Regions from separate parts of the Mus musculus genome. Here region 1 is linked to region 2. The links are chromatin contacts, called in public promoter capture Hi-C maps. All regions are on one chromosome and are shown on one strand. Each heading gives the region's core, a stretch centred on a gene start, on an enhancer-like site or on the middle of the called end of the contact. The rest is flanking DNA. Distances are from core to core; before and after follow the strand shown.

Region 1 (4,668 bases), core at 785-3,284, 130 kb before region 2:
TGAGGCCTCTGATTTAGAGAGAATGGAGGATGGAGAACATCCAACTTAGCAGGCAGCCTAGAGGGAAGGGCGGGAATGTAAGCTCCTTGGGGCTGAGGGCCAGAAGTATGAGTGGGAGTGGGTGGTCAGGACCTGGCAGGAGCTTGGCATGATCCTTCAGGGCCAGGGTACCCAAGGATGAGCTCCTAGGAGCCAGGCTTTCCAGAGCACCATGCCCTAGCTCAGGCAGGTCCATCCTGTGTCTGCCCAGCTTCCAAGGAACTGTCTCTGAGATCTCAACTGTAATGTGAACCAGGCAGTGCTATACACACTTCAGCTATAGAGCCTTCAGTGGCTCTTCTTCCCCCTCCTCCCCTTCCCCTTCTCCCTCCTCCTCCTCAGAATATAACATCTGCATTTCCACCTCCTGCACAACTTGCAAGGAAGTCTAACGCAGGACCCCCTCCGCTCCTCCTGAAGTCATTTCACCTGCTCCTGTTTCTCTTTCTTCTTCTAACGATTTATTTTATTTTAATATACATTTGGTGTTCTGCCCGCTTGTATATGTGTGCGTGCGAGGGTGTCAGATGCCCTGGAACTAATACTACAGACGATTGTGAGCTGCTATGTGGGTGCTGGGAATTGGACCTGGGTCCTTTGCAAGACCAGCCAGAGCTCTTAACCACTGAGCCAACTTTCCAGCCCTGATCCATCTCTTTAGGCATCTCTGGGTCTGGTTAGCCTCTCAAAGAGTCTGGACATGAGCAGAGTTTCATTTTGGATCCATCACTCTGGCTGCAGTACGGCCAACACACAGACGGGGACGGTAGAAGCAGAGGTGGAGAAATGTTAAGCCTTCAAAGGGGGTAGGAAAAGGGCAGCAGCAGATGGATGGGAGAAGGCAGGATACAGGGTAGCTTTTAGGCTTCTGCCCTGAGGCGAGACAAAGAGACCTGGGAGAGCCATGCTGAGAGGAAGGACAGAATTCAGCTGGGGACATACTAGAGTAAGAACATGCAAGAGGCTCCCAGAATTCAGTGATCAGTTGAGCAATCTGATTGTTGAAGGGGTACCCTAGAGAGAACGGGGTGAGGAACTCCCACCCTGGAGGCTGGCTAGAGACTGAAGGTAGGTCAAGAGTATTGCCAGGACAATGGTGAAGGAGATGTGGGTTGAATCTAAACGGGACTGAGCTCAGGTCTGATGGGAAGCCAGTGCCTGCAGACAGCTGTCCTGAGAGACTCGGCTGTGAACAGAGAGGGGAGATGGGAGCACACAGCTCGGTGGGAGCACGTTTGTTCTTTCTTCCTGACCTTCCTACCCCTTCTCTCCTCCTCTCCTACTTTCTCTTCCTCCCTTCAGACTGCAACATGTTTGAAAGCTGACTGGTCAGGCGTGGAAGCATACTCCCCTATTCTCTGCACTCATTTGGGAGAAGCAGGAGGAATCAACACAGCTTTGAGGCCAGCCTGGTCTATATAGAACATTCCAGGCCAGCAAGTGTTATGCAGTGCAGCACTGTCTCGAAAAAAACCAACAACAAACAGCTGACACTTGATGAATAGGGAGAGTGTATTCCTTTCCTTTTCCTGTACCTTGCTTATCCCACGAGCCCACAGAGCCATACAAGACCAGTCTTGTATTTGTGTGCACCTGGTGCCTAGCTACCATGGTTTCCGGCTCTCAGAAGACACTCAGGATGTGCTGCTGATGGCCGGACAGACCCTAAGACCCTAAGCCAACAATGAGCATGACAAAACACTGACCTCTAGACTTCAGTGTGATTCTCGACGGTTAGGGTACCCCAAAGAGGAGAACGGAGGCTTCTCCTTCACTCCTTTTCCACAGACACAGTTGAACAGAAGCCAAAGGCTTTGTACCCCGCTCTGTTGCCTATACAATGTTCCAATCTCCCAGCACACACATCATCTGGCACTCACACACACTGATGCATTCTTGGCCTTGGGCCAGCTATCCCTGTCCTTGGCTTACTGTTGATAAAACAGCCAACTGATGGTACTTCCCCAGGAGTGGCTCCCACCCTCCTCCTGCCTTTCCTGTGTCTGGACCACAAGCTCGTGTCTGAAGAGCAAACTATGATCACTCTGACAAAACCAGGATGGCACTGCTTTAAGCCACACTTCTGTAATGGAGGCTGAGACTCCATTGTTAATGGTCACAGAGTCCTTCCAAAGAGTACCATTGCCTTCCTGGCCCCTTATGTCCATGATGATAGTATCCCAGCCATGAGGGAGACAGGGGAAGTCTGCTGTGACTGATGAAATCTAACTCAAGAGAGACTTGTTTAGATAAAGACTAACTGGGCATGACTTAGAAATGTGGGGCTCAATGTAGAGTGATGGTGTTGAGGGTGGAACCAGGAATCCAGAGGTTTGGCCAAAGGGTCAAACTAGTCAAACTTAGGCAAGAAATGACCACAGTGCAAGTGGCAGTACAAGGCTCTTCTTTCTGGTTTGACTCTACAGTCAAGAGCCACACGGAGCAGGTGAGACAGGGTGGTGCACACCTCCCAGCTAGTCTAGAGGTTGAAGCAGGAGGAACTGCTTAAGCCCAGTAGGTTAAGACCAGCCTGGATCATATAGCAAGATCTCTCTCTCTCTCTCTCTCTCTCTCTCTCTCTCTCTCTCTAATTTAAAGAACTTTAGTCTAGGTTCTGGGCCTCAGTTTCCGCAAAGTAGATAATACATATTGACCTACTATGTGTAGCCAGTTCTATTAGGAAAGTCTTGCAATGTAAAACAAAGAAAACACCCTCCTGTTTAGTGCTTACTAGTGATGAATGCAAAACACTAGCATCCATCTATTTCCAAGGACGCAATATCCAGGTCATCAAAGAGCTTTAAAAAGCATTTATTTATTTTATGTGCATGAGTCCATGTGTGTATGTGCACAGGCCAGAAGGTGGCATAGAGGGCCTCTAGAATTAGTTATAATTATTAGCTGCCAGATGGATGCTGGGAACCAAACCCAGGCTCTCTGAAAGAGCAGCCAGTGTTCTTCACCCCCAAGCCATCTCTCCAACCTTGTAAGAAGTGCTTTAAAATAGTCTCCCTCCATTATTAGGCTTGCCTGCTGCCTAAGGTCAGCTCTGTGCAATCAAGTAGCCCCTGCCTAGGACTTCCTTAGCACAGGACATGGCTGAGTTCCTTTAGACTTTGTGGGGTAGGGTTGTGGATGAGCTTAGAGGTCAACTGTACCCCAGAAAGAGGAAGGAAAGCATCCTGAGCCATTCCAGACTCCAGGGAATACTTGAATCTCGGTGGTGCTCCAAGGGCAGCGTTCCCAGGAAGGGACACTCACCTCCAAGGACACAAAGCACCCTCACATCCTGCCCTGCCCCTGCCAAGAATAGAGTGCACCGGAGTACCCAAAACCAGGACCAAAACAAAAACAAACATTGGCTCCTTTCCTGAGACAGAGACGGAAACCACATTAGGAATAACTGTTTGCACCACCAGAGGTCTCTCAGACTTCCAAATTGAAGAAGAGTGGAAAATTTTCTAACACCATTATCCTAGGACGCTTAAAGGCTAATAGCATCTATACCCATATGACAGAGACCTAAGCTTTGGCATCCTCACGGTCTCTTTAAATTTGCATCTTTAGCTTATTAAATGCCATTGTGTCCTTCTTTAGTCAAACTTCATCAGTTTACAGATCGGGCCTGAAGCTGGAAAGCAGAAGCCTGGGCTTAGATCTTATATTTGCATTCCTCTCTCTCTCTCTCTTTTCGAGACAGGGTTTCTCTGTGTAGCCCTGGCTGTCCTGGAACTCACTCTGTAGACCAGGCTGGCCTCGAACTCAGAAATCCGCCTGCCTCTGCCTCCCGAGTGCTGGGATTAAAGGCGTGCACCACCACTGCCCGGCTATCATTTATCCCTTTCTAAACAGAGAGAAAAGACAGGGGAGACCCAGCGCTTAGACATCCCATTCTCAGAATCACCGATAACCTGGCTAAGAAGTTTCTGGAAATAGGACCAGAGCAGTGAGAATTTTGTTCCCAGGAGCTGAACTCAGAGCTCAGAGCAAGGCAGGCACCGGTATATGGCCTGCCCCACTGCTTGTCATCTTCCAAGCTCACGGAAACATCCAGAACATGCAGGGAGAAGCTTGAGATACTTTATACGCCCACGCTTTAACCCCAGCGGAAAATTCCAGAGGCAACAAAATCTCAGAAATTCACTCATGACTCCAAGTCCTGCATCTAGAATAACACTTGGCGTAGTGGCAACTAATGCACATCAGCTGCATGTGTATCAGGTTCTTATTGTACAGTAGGTAGCAGCATGCCTAAGACAAACTGAGGAAGACATGGCCGACATGTCCTTAGTGGCACAAGGTTCTTACCCCCCTCCCCCAGCTCTGACTTTCCCAGACAGCTTTCTCTAGGCACAAACTGCCAGAGCTGACTAGATGCAAGAGCCCCAGATCGCCTGACCGCACGATGGGAAAATTAGTACTAGAGTTCTTGATGTTCTCTATTTGGAAGAAGAGGGATCCTCTTTCATGAAGACGTGTGGGCGAGTGTCTCCGTGTGTCTATAAGGACATATATGCATGCCTGTGTGTGTGTGTGTGTGTGTGTGTGCACATGTGTAACCTTATTTTTAACAGTAGAATCTGAATATAACACTCAGTGAGTTTCTGCATACACGTTTAAATGTGTGAA
Region 2 (4,880 bases), core at 1,691-4,190:
GTTTGTTTGTGTTGTTATTGTTGTTGTTTCCTGGTACACATTTCTCTAGATACATCTGCTTTGAGATAATAAGACAAATAAATGGTCCATGTCCTAAAGACTGTGATAGACATCAAAGCTGTATTTACCGCTTTCCTAGAACTCTCTAGGAAGCTTGGAAGACTACCTTTTAGTCGCCCACTTAGTGACCCATTTCTTGGGACTCCTCTTGTCTCTAAGAACTCTGACATTGACAACAGATTATACAAATTATTAAATGAAAACCTTTGTAGAGAGGAAGCCATTCATAAGCCCTATGATATAGGATGCTAATGTTCACTATGATTCCCCCAGGGACCATAAGATGCTCCAGGCAAGGCCCAGTTCTTCACCTTGGACAGGGCTTGGCTACTAGTAACTAGAAGAGACAAAGAGATAAGCAATTGTTTTTCCATCACCAAGAAAATCGTCACTAGCTGACCACAGTCACGTGGCCCACTGCCTCACATCTCCTGGGACTTTCTCATTTATCAAGGGCTTACCCTATACCTGATGTGACCCTGTGAGACAGACACAAATGCCACCTGTGAAGAGCCCGTGGGCATTGGTTGAGATGATTTGTCCATGGCACTGTTTGAACTACAACTTTGTCAGAGGTCTGTGGAGAGGCATGCATGAGCCTATGGAAGTCAGAAGAGGCTATTGGATCCTATACAACTGGAGTTCCAGTTGAGAGGTGAGCCCCGGTCCTCTACAAGAACTATAAACACTCTTAGCTACTGAGGCATCTCTCCAGCCCCAGCTTCCATCTTTCTGTTTCCTCAGATCTGAGAGCTGCTTTCTAACCCACACCACAGTAATAACCCTACAGCTATAGATCAACTATAGGGTGCCAACTATTGACTTAAATGAGAAAAAAAAGTTCTTTTTATGGGTTCTTTTCTGGAGAACACTCTAGGACCACCATCTGCCCAGAGCACATGGTACCCAATGCTAGCTGAGAGCCATACTAAAATGCTTCTGACAGACAGAAGTCCTCAATAGTAAGAGATGCTGGCTCTCACTAGATGCCATGGGAAAGAGGAGCCCTAGTGCTCAGGGGAAGCAAAACGCTGGCAAATGGATCCTGAGGGGGCTTAAGATGTCATCTGAGCATGTCCTCATTGTTCAGGAAGTCCTTATGACATTTCTGGGTGAGACAGGTGGAAGGTGTATAAGATCCACCTCCTGTCCTCAACTGCTGAGACCGACATGGAACATACGCAAGCAAGAGCAAACACAAATGTTTAAATATTGGATCCGATGGCAGATACAGTGCTGTGAGCCTAAGCTTCCTGCTGTGGGCTGTCTCCTCTGTTATTACGGAAGGAGAAACCACAGCTAGTAACCGACTACACTGTATTTGGATCCCTGCCTACCAAGCTCTGAAGTGTGGAGCCTGCTCCTGTACCCTGCTGGGGGAATTCTCTGGCCCAAGTCTCCTTTCTACACCTCTAAGGTACCTTGAGATCCATGACTACGAATTCTCTAACCTCTAGCCATTTCCCCAAGCCTTCCCAGCAAAGGATTCCCTTCTCAGTACCCTTATGTCTTACAGAAGGCATTTCTTCTTCATGGTGACTCCAGAAAATCACGTAGATCTTATCAGTTCTAATTGGGACCTGAAGACTTGGCCACAGCACCCAGGCTTGGCAGAGGAGATCTGGTGAGGCCTACCCTCCTCTTAGGACAGCTCTTCTCCCCCAATCTTAAAAGCAGATCAAAAAAAAAATATTGGTCCAGGGAATAAAGAAAGAAGTTTGCTTATGGATAGTATTAAATATCCATTAATGATATTTTTAGGGTATGAAAGGATATGAATATAAAAGTTGAACACATTTTTAATGTTATTTGATTCTCAAAATACTCAATATTATTAATGTGTTTGATGTATAAAATGCATTTAAATAATAAAAAAATTAAGAAGAAAAAAAAGAAAGAAAGAAAAGAAGCCTGCTGCCAAGGCTGGCCGGCTGTGTTCAATCTCACTCAGGGGGTGGGAGGAGAGAAACCACTTTCTGGGAGTTGTCCGATGTCCTCCACATGTATGGTAATTAAATGTAGTAAGAGGTTTCAAAAGCTCCTATCTTGCCATGTATGTTGGCTCATACCTATAACCCAGCACTCCAAGGCAGTTGGATCAGAAGTTCATCTACTGTATGGAGAGTTCAGTTTAACCTTGGTAGCACGAGATTCCATCCCCCAAACAAAGCAAGTCAAGTGGTCCTTTACATTGAACTCAATTTCTCTTCCCCCTTCCACTGCCTCCAATGCCTTATTCCTTTCTTGCATTTGACGTCTAGATCTGGATTTCTCTCAGAATGGGGTGGGGTGGGGGACAAATTCCTTACCTACTCAAACCCAGATAAACTCTCCCTAGTCCAGAAGAAGAACACCTGTAGGGGCTCTAACCCCCACTGGGATTGCTCTTTTTGGCCAGAGATCCCCAGTTTCAAGTGTTGGTGAAAACAGACATATCCCCGACCCCTCCAGGTCTGACTCTCTGATGATCACAGGAACAGATCTAGATCCAGCTTGCTAACCTCATCCTTGCACGACTGAGTCATCTTTATCCAACTTCAGACAAACCTCTGCCCTGCTGTGTCCCAATGTCAGCCATAGACTTCTTTTGCCTCTGCTGTCTTGGGGGTCACAGATGAAAATGTCAGCATCTCCGAGCTGAGCTAGTCAAGAAATGGCCCCAAGTCAAGACTAGCAGCCACTTTAAAAAGTTGTAGGATCAAGCCTGCTGTTTCTGTTTCAGAGACTACGATACCAATTCAACTTATCAAGTTACAGAAGCAACCACAAAATAACAAAAAAGGAGTTTCTTACCCACGGTCACCAAAAGGAGACTGAGAGAGAGAAGCAGGAAGCCTTTCATGGTAGCTGCTCTTGCTTGATAATCCAAGGAGGAAATGTGTCCTCTCCTTCGCTGCCTGGAGTTTTAACTGTCTTTCAAGTCCGAAGTCCACTCATTAACTGATAGAGGCAAAGGCAATTCGTGGTCAGGATCTGGTCTCTGGTCGTACAGCATGGGCTGCTTCCAACCTCAGAGTCAGGTCACTTGAGCCCAGCTTCAGGTTGATATCCTTGACTCAAAGTCCAGGACAACTGTAGAAGTCTGAGTTCTCTTTAGAAATCCTTGCAAGGTCAAAGGTGAGTGTATTCAGCTAATCTCTCTATATCTTGGGAATGGTAGACCTATCGCCTCCCCAGAGCCTACTACTGTCTCTCTAAACACTCAGTAATCTAGCCGAGAACGATGATTGCCTTACCTCTGACCCCTTCTTATTTTGTGTGTGCACACCACAGTGCTCATGTAGCTGCCAGAGGATGGTGGGAAGGGTTGATTCTTGACCCTTCACCATGTGGGATCATGGGATGGAATTCAGGTCATCAGGCTTAGTGGCAGATGCCTTTAACTCTGAGTCATCTTCTGGGCCCTCCCCTCCCCAACTCCCCACCATTTGACTGCAAAGAATTCTATTTTCTCTACCTGCTGTTCCAAGAATACCTGAAAAGTCCTTTCATGTTTTCTCCAACTATTTATGACTTGACTTGTGTCATCTTTTGCTGTGGACTCCCACACTGGGCTTTTCCTAATGGTCACTTCTAGAAACTTCTAGAGCTAACGTTTCCAAGCTTCCCTCCATCTCACATATCACTTTAACTGGACATAGACCCCAGTTGTCATGCTCCTATTAGAAGCAGGCTTGAAGGTTATTGACGGTAGGCTCCCTTTCCCATAACCACCTTGGCCCACCGTCTGTCGTGGGTCCAATTTTAACAGAGGCCAATTTGAAATTCCACAAGCAAAGAGAAAACTTGGGAAGCAGAAGAGACAGACAGATCTCTGTGAGTTCAAGGCCAGCCTACTCTACAGAGAGAGTTCCAGGCCGGCCAGGGTTGCCTAGTTAAGACTGTCTTTAAAAAACAAAACAAAACAATAAAATCAAACAAACAGCAACAGAACAATCACCATGTGAATGGCATCATAGTCACTTTTTAAAAGCATTCCTTCCTCTCTATTAAAAAAAAGGGAAGGGAAGAAGGGAGGTGGGGGTGACAGCTTTGTTGAGGCCCACAAAGAGAAGGAAGGCTGCTTCCTCCTGGCAAAGCAGGCCCATTGTTACTGGTCGATCATTCTGCGCTCAGCTCTGCCTTCTGTCCACGGCCCTGGGTAGAGACAGGGCTTTCTAGAGAAGAAACAAGGCATACCAGCGCCCCTTCTCCTAAGACTTTCTCCAGAGGGGCTTGTCAGTCACCGAAGCAGGACACTGATCTCAGAAGAGCTGTCTGTCTGAAAACTTAGGGGAATAGAGTGAAGTCCTCCTCAATGGGAGTTGGCACAAAGGGTCCTTTAGTCATTATCCCCTGTCACCTGGGGGTTCAATGTGTGCTCACGCATCACTGCCTCAACCCTTTGTTCTCCCACCCTAGAGCTCCCACCATCTCAGGAGCCAGCTCTGTCACCTGATAAGGCTTGCTTAATCCAGTCCTTTCCTGAGATCCAGCCCCACCCAGAGGAAGATACACCAACCATCCCCACGTCCTTTAACCTGACCCTTAACTCTGTTCTCAATCTAAAAATCATATTAATGCTCAGAAGCTCCTATTGTCCCCAGGGTCTCCACTCAAGACTACGATAGGGGGCTGAAGACACGGCTTAGAGGTTAAAAGTACTTCCTGGTTTTGCAGATGACAGGTGTTCTGCTTTCAACGCGCCGGCCAGGTGGCTCCCAACTGATCCTGTAACTCAGGTTCCAGGGGAATCCACACCTCTGGCAGGCATGTACACACAGTCTTAAAGATAATAAAAATTAATATTAAAAAATAAGAGGACTATGATAAAGAGGCTG

Evidence for each region. Promoter capture Hi-C pulls out the DNA fragments that hold promoters and counts their contacts.
Region 1: a promoter capture Hi-C map of the HPC-7 cell line shows a contact between it and region 2, with 3 times the contacts expected there. The contact joins the enhancer-like site here to the promoter of Muc13 in region 2. A contact is called at or near these places in 6 of 39 promoter capture datasets (the 3T3-L1 cell line, 3T3-L1-derived adipocytes, the HPC-7 cell line and 3 more) and 3 of 9 other capture datasets (adipose tissue, liver and pancreatic islet).

Annotation. Positions count from the first base shown.
Region 1 is chr16:33,926,252-33,930,919 of GRCm38.p6, reverse strand. All of the region lies in intron 10 of Itgb5 (integrin beta 5), which reads right to left. Among named protein-coding and RNA genes, the nearest start is that of Umps, 38 kb to the left of the region's middle. Within about 2 kb of position 2,034, at least 16 of the 459 cell types and tissues checked have an H3K27ac peak or open chromatin away from gene starts, as enhancers often do. A contact at or near this core is called in the HPC-7 cell line, where this site is marked.
Region 2 is chr16:33,792,549-33,797,428 of GRCm38.p6, reverse strand. It overlaps Muc13 (mucin 13, epithelial transmembrane), which reads right to left and starts at 2,940. Exons shown (of 12, transcript NM_001382834.1): 1 at 2,854-2,940. The coding sequence starts at 2,902. It overlaps Gm15658 (a long non-coding RNA gene), which reads left to right and starts at 1,290. Exons shown (of 3, transcript XR_003951910.1): 1 at 1,290-1,684; 2 at 2,783-3,177.